3 separate regions of the Ovis aries genome follow, and regions 2 and 3 are each linked to region 1. The links are chromatin contacts, called in public Hi-C maps. All regions are on one chromosome and are shown on one strand. Each heading gives the region's core, a stretch centred on a gene start, on an enhancer-like site or on the middle of the called end of the contact. The rest is flanking DNA. Distances are from core to core; before and after follow the strand shown.

Evidence for each region. A called contact is a pair of places that touch in the nucleus more often than the background predicts.
Region 2: a contact with region 1 is called in a Hi-C map of skin fibroblasts, with 4 times the contacts expected there. The contact joins the promoter of ATF1 here to the promoter of LETMD1 in region 1. A contact is called at or near these places in 2 of 16 Hi-C or Micro-C datasets (blood and skin fibroblasts).
Region 3: a contact with region 1 is called in a Hi-C map of mesenteric adipose tissue, with 3 times the contacts expected there. The contact joins the enhancer-like site here to the promoter of LETMD1 in region 1. A contact is called at or near these places in 3 of 16 Hi-C or Micro-C datasets (mesenteric adipose tissue and tail adipose tissue).

What each region holds. Positions count from the first base shown.
Region 1 is chr3:135,127,868-135,131,166 of ARS-UI_Ramb_v3.0, forward strand. LETMD1 (LETM1 domain containing 1) reads right to left here and starts at 1,777. Exons shown (of 9, transcript XM_012174274.5): 1 at 1,632-1,777; 2 at 649-800. The coding sequence starts at 1,753. LOC105610932 (a long non-coding RNA gene) reads left to right here and starts at 1,950. Exons shown (of 2, transcript XR_001039124.4): 1 at 1,950-2,326; 2 at 2,513-3,299.
Region 2 is chr3:135,586,045-135,589,343 of ARS-UI_Ramb_v3.0, forward strand. ATF1 (activating transcription factor 1) reads right to left here and starts at 1,672. Exons shown (of 7, transcript XM_060412607.1): 1 at 1,627-1,672.
Region 3 is chr3:135,522,298-135,525,596 of ARS-UI_Ramb_v3.0, forward strand. No RefSeq gene overlaps it. Among named protein-coding and RNA genes, the nearest start is that of TMPRSS12, 26 kb to the left of the region's middle. Within about 2 kb of position 1,599, at least 1 of the 54 cell types and tissues checked has an H3K27ac peak or open chromatin away from gene starts, as enhancers often do.

The sequences.
Region 1 (3,299 bases), core at 527-3,026:
TTGTTTAATCTTCATAACCATGCAGTCAATGGGTAGGTTCTATCACTACCCTCATTTTACAAATGAGAAAACCAAAGAACAGAGAGGTTAGGTAACAAGTCCAATCACACAGGCAGTGTGACAAGCTGGGATTTGAACCCAGGCAGTCTGGCTTCAGAGTGGATGGTTGACATTATACCATCTCTTAGTAACTAACAGAGCTCCGATTTTAACTCAGACATTCAGAAACCAAGTACATACAGTGCTCTTTTCACAACATGCCACCGAGGAGAGATCTGTGACAATATTAAACCACGTTTTCGTACAAGCCAAGTGAACTGATAAATCACAGGGCAGGTCTGTGCAGCTATGGATCTCTGCCTTGTGCATGACAAATAATTTCTATTATAGGCAGACGTCTGGTTAAGCAAAGTGCAAAAATACCTATATTCCTCCTAGGTGTTGTGAGAAGTTGTTTCTCATATTACCCTTCTAGAAACATCCTCAAGAAGCTCTAACTTGTAAGAAGTAGTTTAATGCTCAAGCATTTATGAAACACAAGACACACCAGCTCACACCCCCATGCAGAGCCGGAAATGATCTTACTTATTCTCCCTGACACTGCCCAAGAGCTGATCCAATGGATTTTTATTTTAGTTTTGTCTTTACCTTTCATGAAGATTGTATACAGGACATAGAAGCGGGGGAAATGACGACCCAAGAAACGATGGTATTTCCCGTTAATCACTTTTGTCTTGGTCACCACATAAGAGATCAAGCTCTTCACATCTGCCTTTGGAGAAAGATGAAGCTTTGAAGACCTACAAGGAAGATGAAAGAGACTATCTGGGAACCAGCCCTGGAACCTGCTTCTCTGCTGCTGCTGCTAAGTCACTTCAGTCGTGTCCGACTCTGTGCGACCCTAGAGACGGCAGCCCACCAGGCTCCCCCGTCCCTGGGATTCTCCAGGCAAGAACACTGGAGTGGATTGCCATTTCCTTCTCCAATGCATGAAAGTGAAAAGTGAAAGTGAAGTCGCTCAGCTGTGTCCAACCCTCAGCGACCCCATGGACTGCAGCCTTCCCGGCTCCTCCATCCATGGGATTTTCCAGGCAAGAGTACTGGAGTGGGGTGCCATTGCCTTCTCCGTGCTTCTCCGCAGGGGTCCGTAAACGTAAAACACAGGCTTCAGAGAATTTATGCTAAGACCTGAAACTTCTGAAATCCAAGGAAGATCTTGAGATCACGGAGAGATAAGCAATTAGACTGAGAAAAACAGATAAGGCAGATAAGAGGCCAGACAAGAATGAATATCGGGGGAGTGGTGAGCCTGGAGAAAGCAGAAGGCCTGAGGGACAATTTGGGCAGCAGGCTAAAGCCAGAGAGGTGAGATCCAGGTAAGCAGCAGAAAAATCTTGAGCCGAAAAAGGTCGGCTCAGGACACGTGGAGAATTCAGGCAACACGCGGCGCTGAGAACTGAGAGGGTCAGGAAGCCAGGTCTCTAGCAGGGATACGAGTGCGACTTCTTAGCAGAATAGAAATCCAGGGGCCAGGGCGTGGAGCCCTGAGAATTAAGACAGCATGCAAACAATATTGAGACACTGGCAGGGCCTGAACGTCAAAAATGTTTTTCTCTCTCCAAGTCCCTCACCGAGGGGCCCCCCAGGTCAGGCCAGAGCGAACAAACTGCAGCCTTCGGACGACATATAGTCCAGGGGGCACCGCCGAACCCCACAAAGCAGCCCGAGCCCAACACACTCTGGACAGCGCCATCTTCACAGCGAGGGAGGGGCAGACAGGGAAAAGTCGTCTTCAGGTCAAAGTTCCTGAACGTTGCGTTCCTTCGCCGACGCATGCGCCTTTCCTGAGAGCTCATTGGTAACCATAGGCCGCTCTCCTCGCGCGCCCCCGCGGCGAGCCGTGGACGCGAAGGCTAAGAGCGGAAGGAGGTTTGGGATTGGATGCCACCAGCACTTCCTGGTTTAGAGGCGCCGGAACCGGGCTATCCCAGAGGGAGCGAGGGAGTATCTGCCCTTGGTTGGGATGTGGTTCTGCGAAGTTCGCTCTTGGAGGGTCTGGTGACCCCTGGAGCAGCTCTAGGGCCTATAGGTTTCCTGGCACCGTCGCCCTTGTTTTCTGTCCGCGTGGCGCCAGGCTTTGGGGCTTTGGCGCGGCAGGTGCCAGAGGTCAGTTAGGCGCGGCCTCTGGCCACGGCTCCTCCTTGGTCCTGGGAGGACCCCCGGCGCCCTCTAGTGCCAGTCAAGGTCTGGCCGCGAAGGTTGGCGGTCTGGGAGCGGCCCCTGCGTGGACCACTTACGGCGTTCCCTTTTGTGGGCTTTTTTCAAAGTAGGTCTGTGGGAATAATGTCTTTCATTAAGTGCCTCCTGAAGACCAAGCTTGAGTCTCAACCTTAATGGCACTTTTGTGAGAGGCTGGCTCTGACCAGAAGGACATGCATTTTCTCCCATTACCCCCCGTAATTTCTTTATAGCATTTAACCACATCGTTTATACGTTTGTTTCTTTTGACCAGGTGCCTGAACCAGCCTGAGGACAAGCACCTTCTTGCCTTAGTTACTGTTGTACTGTACCGCCACCGCTAGATGTCATGCCTGTCGCCTGAAGTGAAGTCGCTCAGTCGTGTCCGACTCTTTGCGATCCCTTGGACTGTAGCCTACCAGTCTCCTCCGTCCATGCAATTTTCCAGGCAAGAGTACTGGAGTGGGTTGCCATTTCCTTCACCAGAGGATCTTCCCGACCCGGGGATGGAACCTGGGTCTCCCGCATTAGTAGTTGCCCAATAAACATGTTTGACTACATTCATTAATCCCTGAAATTGTGAGGGATTGCCAGAAGTGATGTTGCAGGAAAGGGGAACCCCAGCTAGGAGCAGAGAGTGGGTTTTCATCTAATAATCGGAAATGAATTGTATGAGGAGATACATACGCTGACAAAGCAAGATACTTTATTAGGTAAGGGCGTCTGGACAGAGAGCAGCAGGGTAAGGGAACCCAGAACTGCTCTGCCACTTGGCTCAGCCTCAGGTTTTATGATGATGGAGTTAGTTTTCTGGTTGTCTCTGGCAGATTATTCTAAGGGTCCTTTCTGGTGGCACATGCATCACCCAGCCAAGATGGATTCCAGTGAGAAGGATTTGGAGAGGTTGGTAGGACTTATGTGAGGCAGGAAATGGATGGGCTTCAGTCTAGGCATTTACAGTTGGGCTACTGTTCAGCTTCCTGGGATGAGCGCCATTCATCACCAGGTGCCTATACATTTCCTGAAGCAAAAGACAAATGGGCTCTAGGACTACATATTTA
Region 2 (3,299 bases), core at 422-2,921, 460 kb after region 1:
ATGAGTTATTCTTACAGGCAAACTTTCCTGCCTCCCTTAGACCGGTATAGATGAAGTCTAGAAGCTTAGCTGTATCCCCATGGCACAAGTTTACTCTACCTTTCATGGCACTCATCACAGAATTGAAATGACCTGTTTTCTGTCTCACCACCAGAAGGCAAGCTCTAGGGAGTCAAAGACCACATCCTACTTCCAAAATAATACCGTGCACTTACTACTACTCAATAAAATGTGTTTAGTTTGGGTTTACCTACCTAAAACTGATAGAAACAATGATATCTTCAAATACCTTATCAAACAAGGTATCTTCAGAAAATTACTTCAAGCCAGCTTTAGAAACAGGAAAATTCAGGCGCAAGAAAACATCCTATTTTAGAGCTGACAATTCAGTAGTATCAATATAAATAAATGGGATGACAGGTGAAGGGGAAAAAAACACGTTGAGGGTACTACCACCTACTGGTGATATAGCAGCACTGCACAAATGTATCAGACAAACCGTCAAAGTTAGTAGCAAATTCAATAGAACATATTCGTCTTTAAGAACACCGTACTGATTCTAATTGAGACAGAGGAAAACTGCATATTATAGTCTATAGGAAAAACAGCATTTAAATAAAACTGCATACATCTGTTCATAATGAAATTTTCGGGATGAAATTATTTTTGCAAACATAAGCAAATATACTTCGCAGTGATAAAACAAATACATCACAAAAGAGGCCAGTTTGGCGAAGATGCTTGCCAAATTTATGCTGAATTAAGCCTCAGAAACGGAAAGGATCCGGATGACTATTAGCCCATTACGCCTCAAAAGTTGACAGAACAACTAGTCATTGACATCTACAATAATAGTAGAGAGATCAAGCGGGATGCTCCACGGCGAAGTGGATGCTCTGAAATACCATGCTTAGTTTTGTGATACAGGAGGAAATAGAAGAGAACGTATTCTCGGTTTGAACGTCTGTCCGTTGGTAAACAGACGAGTTCTGTCACTCCACACTACCTTCCCATGACTGCTTCGTGTATGATTATTCTACCGTATGTCTCCCCACTGGACTGGAAGGTCCCGGATGATAAGGGTTGGCTCTGGCCCAACAGCGAGCGGTCCGGGCCCCGCACCCCGAGGGCGCCGGGCACGCTCTACGGTCTTCGGCGAAGATAACCGGTCTCTGGCGGCGCTCGGCGGACGACGCGCGGAGGCCAAGGCCATGCTGCCCTCCCCACGGCTCCCGTCCCAACCCCGAGACCTTCGACAGAGGGCTCTCGCCTTGGGCCGCAGAGGCGGCTTCAGAGGCGAAAACCGCCCCGCGGCGGGAGGTCTTCGTTTTAATTTTCATTGGGGGACAGCAGGCGGGAGGGAGGGAAGAAGACACCGCCGACTGAAGGGGCGCAGCAGGCCAGGCAACGAGAACCGGAAGCGCGCCCCGCCGGGGGAGAGCGAGCAGCCCCTCCCCCTTCCGCCAAGCGCCCTCCGCGCCCCTCCCCCACCGCAGCCGCCCCGCGCGACCCCCACCAGACGCGTGACCCGCCTCGGCGTCCCCGCGGGGGCCGCGTCCCGGCGCCCTCCTCTTGCCCGGGGACACGGGAGCACGTCCCCACCCGCCTCCCCCGCCCCCTGCTTACCTGTGGCTGCTGCCTTGCCGCTGTCCGGGGCGGGGAACTTCCACTCCCCCCTCCCAGGTGGATCCGAATTCACTACCCACTTCCCCACCCCCTCACGCGGCGGGGGACGTGCCTCTTTCTTAGGGGTCAGGCGGGGCGGGGAGAATCAGTGTCACTTAACAGCCAACTGTCCTAAGCTACCGTTTCCTCGGCAGTCAGGGCCGCCACTGGCGGCATGATCTACACCAGGCCGGGGGCGGGGGAGTGAAGGGGGGCAAAACTGAGTAACAGAGCGTGGGGGGTGAGGTTAGGGCGGTCCTTCCGTGAGGGCGCCGTCCTACGTCACCGCGTTGCGCACGTGACGCGCCGCCATCTTGTGCCGAGGTATCCCGGGATGGCGAGTTCGTGTTGCAAAGGTGTTATTCTGGCGAGAGTTGGGCGTGGCGTTACCTGCAGTTCCTTTTAGCTTCAGGAGCTGTCTTCACTGCTCCCAGATGTCTGTTTTCAGAGGCCAGCACCCGCTCGGGGGCTCAAGAGGCCGCTCGGCCTGAGGTAGTTTTCTTCGGTTCGTGGCGTCAGTCTCAGCTCGGCTCCTACTTGGTGCGGCCCAGAGCTGTCGTCCGGGCTTTGACCCACGCCTGACCTGCCGCCTGTTGTAGACAGAGTGACTTGAAGCCTGAAGGCTTGTCCTCAGTTTTTCTTACCACTCAGACTAATGTTAATCCCATAAAACGGCGTTAAGAGTTGTATCTTTAATCACACATGAAAGGATTAAAAGCCACACCCGCAAGGTGTCGGCAGGGTGTGTTAGTGTGTCACGCTGAAGCACAGATTTAGCCCAACTTAAACTAGAGAAAAGTTATAGTACAATCGAGTGTTGTAAAATAAAATCACACCGGGAATTTCCTGGCGGTGCAGTGGTTAGGATTACGCGCTTCCACTGCAGGGGAAGCAGGGCTCCATCTCTGGTCTGGGATCTAAGATCGCGCAAGCCGCGCAACCCGACCAAAAAAATAATAATACAATGACACCGTCGTTCTGATACATTACAAAAAGCTTTTTAAACTTTTTTTTAATGACTGTCTACTTTTCTGGAGAAGGGATTATTCTGATACATCTGAATTTTTTTGTTTATCCATTTCCTTGCAAATGTTCTTTGCTGACTTTCTGGAGATAATAAATGATAAACATTTTAATTTGCTCTTGACAAAAAGTTCCATAATTTTTCTAAAATTTTCCTAGCTTGAGATCTCCACGTAGGCAACTTGAGTCGATAGGGCCCTTCCCTTTTGACCTTTAGGGCCGGATAATGTGATTTAATTATCACATTAAATTAGGGCCAGATAATGTGCTTTTAAAGCTCAAGTTACTCTGTGCCAAACTGTGCCAGACTCTCCTAAAAACTCACTAATGTTTATCCATTGTCATTCATTCAGGAAAACACTGACTACCTATTAAAACCCACAACAGTTAACTGCCCGAGGTTTATTTGTTTTTGGCAGAGCCCTGTGGCTTGTGGGATCTTAGTTCTCCCAACCAGGGAACCCAAATCTCCTGCATTGGAAACACAAGGTCTTAACCACTGAACCACCAGGGAAGTCCCCAATTGCCCTTACTTTAGCTTTTCAATTAAGTAAATTATCCAGCCTAAATGTGTCTTATCAAAATTGGGGAAAGTGTAATACTCATCTTAT
Region 3 (3,299 bases), core at 349-2,848, 390 kb after region 1:
GTGACTTAAAATCTTTTTATAGTGACATTTTGTCCCAAGCCATAATTTTTTATGTTCAACATAAATATAGCTGTACTACATTTATGCTTTGTTCTCTTTTGGCTAATAATTGGCTGATATAACCTTTTCCGTGCTTTTACTTTCAACCTTGCTGTATCCTTATATTTTAGGGCTGTAAACAACATATAGTGAATTTTGTTTTCTAATCCAACATGGCAATCTTTAAAATGCTCAGTACATTTACACTTGTTATGATTACTAATATGCATAGATTTGTAGAGGGGTCTTCCGATGTCCTCTGTCATTTCTCCAAGTAGTTGAGCTTGCGAAACACCATGTTTCATGTTTAATTAGTATCCTTCACTGAGCAGTTAATTCCTCAAAATTTTATTTGATTGCTTATTTATGATGGCAGTGGGTAGTGGGGAAAGAAATTGTGACTTTTTTCTTTTTAAAATTCATTGTAGGTGTTTTTGTTTACTGTTTTATCAACTAAGTCTAAGCTTTCTTGCACATCTTATGATTTAAAAAAATTTTTTTGTTGGCAAGTATTTTTTCAGAGTTGATGGTAAATTCTAAGAATTGTCATCTGATAAAAAAAAAAATTGCTCTCATATTCAGGTTTTTTCCAAAAGAAAGTATTACTTTATCATAGCTAAAATCCTAAATTTTCTTTGGTCTGCTTGATCTTTCATTTGGGGAGTTAAAGTACCATTTATAAACTTCTAAAAGAGATACTACAGTCTGATATGTTATTTATGGCTTCATGTAGTAAACATAAAAACACGGACTGGTTCCAGACTGAATTCATTATAGTGGTTTCCTTCAGGGAGGAAAATTGGACTAGGGAAAGATGAGTTTTATCTGTGCATTTTTTCCTCTTCAGAAAATGAGCTGAAGGCAACAAAATGTTAACATTTATTAATTCTGAATGGTGCATGTACAAGGATTTGATATGGTAACGTGTAGTTTTCTGTGTAATTTTTAAAGTTTGTAAAACTTGTGATTTTTTAGAACGGAGGTTGCCATCTAGTGGACACATTTAAATAGATCTTTAAGAATCTGTGCTATTCGAGTGCAGATTCAGTGAAGCTTTTCAGACTTTCCAGCACACGTTAAGAAGGTACGCTCTAGGTTAAGACCACAGCCTGGAGTTGATCAAGTTTAGGTCCAAACACCGGTTTTGCTATTTACCATGTAACCCTGGGTAAAGTAACATTAGGTATAGAATCTGCCTGCAGTGCAGGAGACCTGGGTTTGATCCCTGGGTCAGGAAGATCCCCTGGAGAAGGAAATGGCAACCCACTCTTCTTCTTGCCTGGAAAATCCCATGGACAGAGGAACCTTGTGGCTCAGCTGGTAAAGAATCCATGGGTAGACCTCGCTTTGATCCCTGGGTTGGAGAGGGTAAAGGCTGGAGAAGGGAAAGGCTACCCACTCCAGGATCCTGGCCTGGAGAATTCCATGGACTGTATAGTTGGTTGCAGAGTCAGACACAACTGAGTGAGTTTCACAGTCCGTGGGGGTCGCAGAGTCGGACACGACTTAGTGACTAACACAACAGGGCACTCCTTTAAACCAGGTAAGGACTGCCCTAGACTGGGGGTACAGAGAAGCATAAGATGCAGTCTCCCCTTCAAGTTTTAAAATAAAGGTGTGTGTTGTTGGGGGTAAGGGTATATGTGCTGTTTTATATTGGTTAGGGGGTAGGTTTAAATCCCAGATCCCTGTTTATTATTACTCATATAACCTTAGTTGGGTATTAATGTCACCCTGTGAGACTGTTACTTACCTGAGTTCCGTAAGAGACCAACTCTGTCTGGTCTGTCACTCTTCCTGTAATGCTTGGCATGGAAAAGGCCTTCAGTAGGTTTCTTCTGAATGAATGTCTACTTTAATAGTTTCTTATGCATATTAATTACTCAATAAATAGTAGATGTTAAGGAAATGGTAAAACTGTACATGTTATTATATAGGTAACTCAATTTTGTAATAAATGTATGTTAAAACATACTTATCGAAGGCAGCAAATTATCACATATATCCATCAGTTCTGAGGAAAAGGATCTCAACCATGAAATGGCAAAGACTTGGTCTCTAATCCCTGTCTGTGTTTGCTGTAAAGAAAGGTACATGAATAAAGGGACTGAGTTACTAAAATCTCTTAAAAAAAAAAAAATTAAATGGCCTACACCGTCAACCGACTCTCTCGAAGGTTTCTGCCAAGGACTTCCCTGGTGGTCCAGTGGTTAGGACTCCATGGGGGGCATGGCTTCGGTCCCTAGTCAGGGAACTAACATTCCGCACGCCACTTTGCATGCTGCAGGGCATGGCCAAAAAAATATACTTCTGCAAAACACTGCCTACAGTGAGCTTCTGAATTCTACAACCTTGATTTAAGTGTTCCTTTCCTTTCTTTATAGGAAGAAGTTTTTGGGGAAAAAAGGCAATATTTGTTAAAAAATAAAAACCAAATTTGAGTAACAGTAAATAATATGATTACTGCAATTAGACTGTGATATACTTTGACATTTTCTTTCACTATAACCTATGACTTTTCCTTTAACTTAGTCAAATTCACTCAGATTTTATCATTTCAGCATCTGGGAATCTGAATTGCAATTATAACTGTATAGTTCCAAGGCATAATTAATATATGTTTTAACTAGAGAAAAACATAGCCAGTCATTTTAAAATAGTAATTGCTGAATGAAAAAACAAATATGGTAAGATTTCTGAAGCTTTAACACATGTCCATTCTTCATAGAATAATAAAGGGATAGTCAATAAAAATAAAGGGATTAAAAAAAAATCTTATATGCTCAAGGATGCATTTGTGGGCAGTAATGTTATTTCCATCAATGTAACAAACAGTAAGTGATAATTTATTTTTAAATTCAATAGTAAATTGAACTAAGGAAATAATTTCATTGGTCTCTCAAACTTCTGAAATCTTAATTTCAGGCTTGTAGTATAATCACCTTTTAAGTGTCATAAGCCTCATAAATTGGTATGCATTTATGGACTCCTCAGTGGCTTGTCCAGGCCTGTTACATAGAGCTTAACTAAACTAGTGAGCAAGACCCTACACCACAAATGTGTAGGTTGTGGAGAGTTTACAATATTTGTGTAAGTCCAGTTGCTAAGGCACTAAGAGCTAGGCTGCTGGAGCCAAATGTAACATCCACCCAATAAACTAACTTTTAAAACACTCTTGATATAACCCACTGACCCCATACCCCTAATATTCTTTAGCCTGATGGGCCACTATTTTGAGACTCAGGCTTTAGGATAGTGAT